3 separate regions of the Rattus norvegicus genome follow, and regions 1 and 3 are each linked to region 2. A link is a contact called in public Hi-C data. All regions are on one chromosome and are shown on one strand. The core of a region is the stretch at or near the end of the contact, and the rest is flanking DNA. Distances in the headings are between cores, read along the strand shown.

Region 1 (2,700 bases), core at 66-2,565, 170 kb after region 2:
TTAGGTTAGTGGTTGCTAAGCCTGGCAAGCGTTGTTACACTTGTATCACATCAGTTAGTACTGTGCCAGGAAACAGCAGTCTCTTCCTGCGGTATATCCCTCGGCAACTCCTCACAGCTCACCATTGACTGAGGTGATCCTCTAATACACAGTGCTGGACAACCAGATATTCCTGCTGCTAACACTTAGATTAGCTCCTTCAGAATCTAACACATACTCGCTCACTCCTCTGCCACAGCAAGGGACTGTGATAGTCAACACAGCCATTAACTACTGTCCCCACCCACCCGGTCTTGGCTCTTCAGATGCAGCATTTGAATATCTATCTGGGATGGGAGGGTAGCTCAGTACAGGCAGAAGTGTGTGAGATGGTCTCAGTGTGCTGTGTTCTAGAAGACTCTCCCAAGTATGCCCTTCTAACTTGTCCTTGAGAAATAGTTACACGCACAGGGCTTGAGAATTGCTTTGTGTCAGAGCACAGCTTGCTGAATTATCACACCACTCAGCATGGCTGGCAGATCTGCAGCATCAAAGTTGTTGCTTCTTCTTTTGTGGGCATATCAACCATCATTAATGGATCAGAGTCCAGAGGAAAGTTCACCAATGTCTCTGTTCCAAACTCCCAATTGAAAGGGTTACAGGAGCCCCTGGCTAGCCTAACCTACTGAGCCCATGTATGGAGAGAAGTCCATCTGCCCTCAGCATTAAGAGATGCCAGGCCAAGTAGTGATACATGACAAATACAACTCATCAACTGTGGGCAGAATATGCACTGAAAAGCCGGAGCCAGTCCTGTTGTAGCATATCTAAATACTTTCATGGCTGACAAGTGCCTGAAGCACCATTTTCCCAGTAAACCCACAAAACCCCTCTACTTGTTTAGGCTACAATGAGAGCTATCTGCCATCATTTCCAGAAACTCACTACGTGCTAGATACTACGTGCTAGAAACCAAATGACATCATCCACCCCTATGACCTTAGAAGGATCCCAGAGAGACAAAGGGAGCTGGAATCAGATGTCCATCACAGATTCCAGCAGCATTCCCTGAGAAGTGGGGGGTGGAGCCCAAAGCCTCTCTGCCCCTTGCAGTTTTAGCACTTGCTTCACTGACCTACAGAGCTCTGTCCCTGTGGCCTTCCTTCCCGGAAGGCAAGATCCACACCTTCTTCATTTGTCATCAGTAGGAAGCTCTTGTTGTTTAGTAGCTCTGATTCATGTCTACAGTGAGCAGATGATCTAGTGCCACCAGTTATTACATCAACAGTAGTAATGGCAGGCCAGCTAGATCAGAGGCCAGAGCCACAGCAGCCCTGGGGGTTTGTGTCTTCGTGCTCTGCAGCTGTATTTCTGCTTTTCCTTGTCTCTTGTACTAGACTGTACTTCAGGAAATGCTTGGTCAGCGATGAGTGAAGGCTCTCTGCAGATCTCTAGTAAACAAAGCACTGGCCTGAGACAAGGGACAAGGAGTGCCACATTTAGAAACGCCCCTACTCCCTTGAACTGTTCCTACCTGGGCTGTTGCAATGCTTGTTAGTGCGAGAATGCCTGCACTTATGGACAATTGGCCAGCACTAAGTGACAGTGTCTGTACGCACACTGCCAAGATGCAGGTCTGCTATGCTCAGGCCAAGTGCAATCACTTTGATGAGATTTCTTGTGCTCTATCTCCTCTGTGCAGCTTACTTTGCCATTGTACACACCTTGCTGTCCCTGCCTGGACCTGGAGAGGTATGATCTGCTTGCCTGCTCTCAGTATCTCCTCACTCCACCTCTCTTCACCATTGTCTCTGTTCACATTCTTAAGAGGATGGTGTGTGGCCGCTTAGCACAACCCCAGGGCCTTATGTGTCTGTCCCTGATTCCCTTGGTTCCTGACCACCCACTCAACAGTCTCCCACAGAGAGAGCACTGGCTGCACCTTTGTTCACCATTTTATCCCAACTGCAGAACTCAACCTATTGTTATGGTCTCCAGCTTAGGGAGTAGCACTGATGTGTGGGCAGATGCCTAGTCCTAGCCCACCCACGCCACTGCATCCCGCGGCTACCTCCAGGGTCTCCTCTCTATATCTTTCCTGCAGTCCTCTCTTGTTTATTTCTTGCCACTAGAGTGATCTTTCCGAAAGGAAAATGTTTCTCCCCACGTTTCCACAATTTAGAAATCACTTCCTCCAGAAGTCCTCACTGACCATTCCATCTGTACTTCCTGCAGAGAAACAGGCCACATGCTCCTTGGGGTTCTTTCCCAGGAACAAGGTCAATGGCCCACTTTTCCTCTGAGCCATGCATAGTGTCTACCGATTCTTTGGATGTTTATGGTGGTGTGACCTCGAGTAATCTTGATTGTGAGCTCCCTCCCCCATCCCCCATCTGCTACCCTTGTAAGTTTCCTCTTCATTTGGCTACGATAAGTCTAGATTGGGGTAGATCACGTAAGTGTCGGAGATAAGTATAGGAAAGTCATGTGTCCTGATTCTCTCCAGGGAAACACGAGGGGAAGTTGACTAGTGGGCTTCAAGAGGAAGCTTCATCTTAAAGGAGAGGTACATCAACAAGCAGTTCTTTATTCTATGTTGGCACTGGTCTGAGAGGTTGCAGCCTTCCTGTGAAGCAGAAGAAGAAATGTCTGGTGCTTCAAGGATAGAGTAACAGGAGAAAGTCTTGATTTTATCTTGTTCTGGTGTGTCAGTATACTAGA
Region 2 (2,712 bases), core at 6-2,505:
CACACTGTAAACAGACAGGAGAGCAGAGGGGGCGGAGGAGGAGGCAGGGGGGCAAGGGATGTGGCAGCTGCCAACACCTGTTCTCCCAGGACTGCAGCCCAGTGCAATCTCAGGCTGCCCGCCCGTGTCACCCAACTTCTGTCAGTGCAGGGTAGGGGGTGCCAGATCCAAATACTTGGTAGACTCACCATGGAGCCTGGGCAGCAGCTGTGAAATAGGAGTCCAAGAGCTACATTGAGCTGAGCAGGGAGTAAAAGCCACCAGGACCTTTGATTCTTTTTCCAAAGCACAGTTTACACCGGCAGCATGTTGGTGTGAGGCTGGCAGCTCACGAGGAATGCCTGCTCGGCGACAGGCAGGAGTCATGACCCAAGGACAAAGAATTATTTACTCCCTGGGAACAGGTGCTGCCGGGGACTCACAGTCCTCGCTGACTTGCTACTCTGCCCACATGTACCAACCCTTCTCAGACGCAGCTCCTTCAAGTGCCACATGAAGCTCTAGCCCCGGACGCTGCTTTCTTGGTGACCTTTGGCAGCACAAAGCTTGCAGGCACCTGGCAGATGCTATGAGGAGGGCATGGTACCAGCTTGGGTTGTGTGCCTGCTGGAATCAGCTCACTTTATGAACAATTGGCACCATGTCAGGTGGTAACATCATTTGTGCCCCGATGAACCTGCGACCTCCTTGTCTGTACCCACACAGAGTAGTCAGAGGCGTGTTGTAGAGGAGTAAGGGAAGTGTGCTACAGCTTGCGAGGGTCTCTGCACGCTTCAATTCACCTCCAGGAAACTGCTCTCGACTCCAAATTCCTCCCAGCTATACAGTGAGAGGACAGACAACTGAACAAGTAGACGCTGGCTTCGTCCTTTCCTGCCCTGATCATGCTAATTCGGTAAAGATCTGCTTGGTGAGAGTAGAAGAGGAAGGTTTAGATTTTGGCAGCTTACAAAACAATATGGAAGGCATCTGAAACATTTCTTTGCATGGTAGGATTATGGCCAGAGAAGGGGAATCGAGAAAGCAAGGGGCCTGTAGGGCTTCTTGGCTCATGATCAGCAGCCCACAGGCTGTATCCTCATGCCTTATTATCTCCAGAGACCTCAGAACAGGGAGGTGGTAACTGGGAACTCTCCTTGGTCCAAGAATGCAGAGAGGAAAAGAAGCAAACCTAGAGGCAATTACACTCCCTGGCTCGGAGTCACAAGGCTATAGGAAGCCACGCTGTGCCGAAGAGGAACTTGGGAGAAGATAGCCATCTGGCTTCCTGGTTCACCTTTGTCCTCTCTCCTACACTGCAGTAAAACTGTGTCTTCACCAGCACTCAGTACCGCCCCGACTCTAAGGCACCTTAGTAGTCATTGCCAGAGAGCTCTTTCTAACTAGTAAATTGGCATATCCTCCTGCAGTAGCCACCACCATCTTGGGATAAAGGTGAGCATGGCTAACCCTCACTAGACTCCTCCCCACTAGCTCTTAAGCTCATCTTTCCCCATCCATTTTACTACAACAGATCTGAGCAGTATGCTGTCTCCCCCTCTTTAGATTGACTTCCTAGGGAACCCTGATGCGGCCTCAAGTCTCTACATGACAATATCATGAGATCAATCATGTAGGCTTTACTCTGTTTTCCTATTTTTTTTTTAAAGATTTACTTATTTTATATATGTGAGAACACTGTCGATGTCTTCAGACACACCAGAGGAGGGCATCAGATTCCATTACAGATGGGTGTGAGCCACTACGTGGTTTCTGGGAATTGAACTCAGGACCTCTGGAAGAGCAGTCAGTGCTCTTAACCCCTGAACCATCTCTCCAGCCCCCTTGTTTTCCCATTTTAGTCTGAGCCTTGTCTTCCCTTTAGTGTCAACAATTCCCTTATCCAACACCCTGCCTAAACCAAGTGATTTAAACTCTTGCATGATTTGTGTTATCTTCTGTCTTGCAACCTGTTCTTCACTTTATAGGACTGAAGAACTTCCCAGTCTGGTGAACCATAGAGAAGGTCAAAGGAGAGAGAGGGTTCAGTATCCCTGAGCTGTGGCGCCTCCCCTGTACTCATTTGGTCTCAGTTCGTCAGACAGAGAATTTGACTTCCATCTCACAGAATAAGATAATGGACTCAGAGACTGTATGTGACTCCCAGTGTCACTCAGCGGATAGGTAGGTAGGTAGGTGGTGGTGCTGAAAGGTGGTTCCTAATTACTCTCCACACAGGCTAAGAAGAAAGCCCACTGTTGTCTTTGTCCTTACAAATATCTCATGTTTGAATCCTGCTTCTAGAAGGGGTTCCTGTCTTCCTCCTCAACCTTGGGTGATCTCCTTATTGTCTGACATCCTACCCTCACTATACTGCACAATAGCACTGGTCCCTGTTTCTGGTTTCCACATCTTATTGCCCCACCCAAAGGCTGGAAATGTTCTCTATACAGAGTCTGGGATAACGTCAAGTATATGACAAATAGCCAACAAGAAAGTCCTTTATGCCAAAGACTTACTGATTGACAGATACAGCTCCAGCCCCTCCCGCACTCCCATGTCATCTTGGGCCAGTCAGTCAAGATAATCTTTTGTCTCTAACATCAGCATTAAGGCTTACTATTGACCAAAGTAACTTGTTGAATTCTTATAGCAGCCCCAAGAGGCAACTACCTTCAGGATTACATTTTATAGAAAAAGGAAAACAAAGGTTAAAAGACTTTCTCAGGGCCA
Region 3 (2,700 bases), core at 103-2,602, 240 kb after region 2:
CTGAAAAGATTTTACAGGAAATATAATTGGAACCTACATGTTTTAATCTCCTTTTCAATCTCCCTACACACTGATGTGCATGTGTACATGTATGTACATGTACGTGTTGTGTGTCTGTATGTGTATGGGGGGAGGGGAGGAAGGAGAAGAGAAATTCTAAGCTGGAAGATAATTTTTTTGTGGCCTTGGAGAAGCTGCAAGTTAATAATGCCATTAGCTGAAGCCTGTAATTCGGATGTTAGTAAATGCAGCGAAATCATACTTTGTACTTGTCTTGATTCTGCACTAATGATTTGGGAGCCCACTCCACCCAGCCTCCCATTTTTATAAGGAGTTCTGACAGACTATACACAAGAACAGTCACAAAGTCTCGCAGGGGAATTTACCAGCTTCAACAATGTCACAAAGACCCATACTTAACTCAAATCTTCACTTCTAATTATGAAAAGAAAAAAAAAAATCACTACTCTAAACTGTCACTTCTCACCAACCAGATCGGCAAAAGGAAAAAGGACTGACAGTCAGTCCTCTTACTGCTAGTCTTGGAGCAGGATGCTGATCTAAAACTTCCTGAAGGTGCTCACTGAAACCAGTGGCTCAGCAGACCACTGTGGGGTACACCTGCTCTTAAGCTGTCTTCACAGGATGTAAGACCACAGGATTAAGTATCATCCACAGCTCCAGCTACATCCGCACAATGGAAAGTTGATGTGACTGAAAGAGAAGCCATTTCTCACACACTGCTAATTTAACACCAAGGCAGACAGTGGAGAAAGTGTCTATACAGAAGAATGGGAAGAGGGTTGGGGATTTAGCTCAGCGGTAGAGCACTTGCCTAGCAAGCGCAAGGCCCTGGGTTCGATCCCCAGCTCCGAAAAAAAAAGAAAAAAAAAAAAAAAGAATGGGAAGAAACAACATGCACATTCATAATACCTTAAATTTACAGGCTAATACCTGTAGGTGGTATGAAAGGCTTGTCTGAGAACGGGATAGAAGCAGGTTTTAGTATTTTTCCTTTCTACCATGATTGTTAAACTTGGGGCGTACATATTAATAATTTTCTTTTATGAAGAGATTGACCCTGTGAGTATGAAGTGTAGGCAACGAGTTCTCAGGCCAAAGGTTGTAAGTCAGAGAAACTCAGCGTAAAGTTCAGGAAGTGAATGTAGTGAGTGTGGACAGGGTGACTTCTGCCCTTGTGGGTGTGGGTGGCCTGGAGTCCCTGTTATGTATTAGAGCCAGAAGGAAGTGAGGGAAGTACAGGTAAATGGAAGGCAAAGGCAGAAGGCCAGCACTGTCTCCCAGGGAGCACGCCAGGAGAGTTTGTTTGCTCTTTGGACTAAGCAGTAGCTGAAGCATTCTGCTTATCCACTACGTAGGTCAACAAGAGGCAAAGCACATGCAGATGCATGGTACAAGATCTCTGAAATCCTACTGAAATGTGGCAGATGGCTCTGCTGTTTAAGGAAGACCACAGGAAGGCTCATGAGTTTCATGAGAATCTGCTATTTCTGCTTTGGGAATGCAAGTTTGACTGAGGATGATCTGCTCCATCTAAGCAAATGAAAAGTGGAAGGCATTCACTTTTTTAGACATGCTGGCATCTTTTCATAGCAGCAGAAAGCAGAAGGGCACAGTACAGACCAGCCTCTGCCACCTTCACCCAGCACCTGACAGCTATACCCAGCAAACAGGGCTCTGCTCCCACCTGCTATCCCAAACCTCCCCAAAACCTGCAGGAAGAGGAAGCGAATTCTGACACCAAACTTGAAGAAGCTGCGGAACAGCCAGCTGGCAGTAAGGGAGACACGGATAAACTCTTAGCTTCTGGTGGCTTTGGCACCAGTGTTCCCCACTTCTTTCCTAAATTAGAAGTCTTTTTACAAAAGATGCAGATCCAAAGGCTCCTGTCGCTGCCCTCGGCACTGTTTATCCAAAGCAAGAGGAACACATCTGTCTAATACCTAACCGGAACCTCTCTCCACATTCCCAGCAGTTCCTAGGACTCCCTTGCTGTGTCACAGACATTAGGTGCTTTAGTGGGCAGACATTACTGCAGAGGAATGAACGAGCTGTTTGTTCCCAGCTCAACAAGTATTAGGTGAGTCCAAGACTGCTGCTGTGCAATCAACATTAAACAATGTCAAGGTCAACCAAGTCTTTAGCTGCCCCTTAAGGCAGCATGATGAAGCCAAGAGAAAGAAGTCAGTAAATAACCTGTGTACTACTGAAGAAGGTATGATTCCCCAAAAATACAATTTAATTTCCTTTTTTGATCAAAAAGGCAGTAGCTTACGCATCTTGGTGGCACACATTCAGGGAGCACGGCCTTATTTCTTCAGTCCTCTGGCATCTGTTAAGTTCTTACTATGTGTCACACTCTACAGCTCAGGGCAGTTTGAAGGCTATTGTAGCCGGACAGGCTTTGAGAGTCAGAGCTGTTGTCAGACACAGCCCTTCTGTGGGTTAGGAAAACAAAGCCTACCACCAAAACAGCCACGTGGACTGCAAAGAAACACCTCTACATTCCAGAATAGTCTTTCTCTAGTACATAGTTTTGTTCTGTTGGTTTTTGCTTGTTTGTTTTTATTCATTCATTCATTTATTTTATGTATATGAGTATGCTGTCACTGTAGACACACCAGAAGAGGGCATCGAATCTCCATTACAGATGGTCGTGAGCCACCATGCGGTTGCTGA

Evidence for each region. A called contact is a pair of places that touch in the nucleus more often than the background predicts.
Region 1: a contact with region 2 is called in a Hi-C map of kidney, with 5 times the contacts expected there. The contact joins two enhancer-like sites. A contact is called at or near these places in 5 of 12 Hi-C or Micro-C datasets (the A7r5 cell line, hepatocytes, kidney and 1 more) and 1 of 1 datasets of contacts at active chromatin or transcription factors (oligodendrocytes).
Region 3: a contact with region 2 is called in a Hi-C map of kidney, with 2.8 times the contacts expected there. The contact joins two enhancer-like sites. A contact is called at or near these places in 4 of 12 Hi-C or Micro-C datasets (the A7r5 cell line, kidney and liver) and 1 of 1 datasets of contacts at active chromatin or transcription factors (oligodendrocytes).

The regions. Positions count from the first base shown.
Region 1 is chr4:97,418,351-97,421,050 of GRCr8, reverse strand. The region is part of intron 2 of Gng12 (G protein subunit gamma 12); the gene reads right to left. Among named protein-coding and RNA genes, the nearest start is that of Gng12, 54 kb to the right of the region's middle. Within about 2 kb of position 1,315, at least 14 of the 93 cell types and tissues checked have an H3K27ac peak or open chromatin away from gene starts, as enhancers often do. A contact at or near this core is called in kidney, where this site is marked.
Region 2 is chr4:97,588,599-97,591,310 of GRCr8, reverse strand. No RefSeq gene overlaps it. Among named protein-coding and RNA genes, the nearest start is that of Gadd45a, 100 kb to the right of the region's middle. Within about 2 kb of position 1,255, at least 11 of the 93 cell types and tissues checked have an H3K27ac peak or open chromatin away from gene starts, as enhancers often do. A contact at or near this core is called in kidney and liver, where this site is marked.
Region 3 is chr4:97,347,048-97,349,747 of GRCr8, reverse strand. It overlaps a transcript of Gng12 not described here. Among named protein-coding and RNA genes, the nearest start is that of Gng12, 18 kb to the left of the region's middle. Within about 2 kb of position 1,352, at least 7 of the 93 cell types and tissues checked have an H3K27ac peak or open chromatin away from gene starts, as enhancers often do. A contact at or near this core is called in kidney and liver, where this site is marked.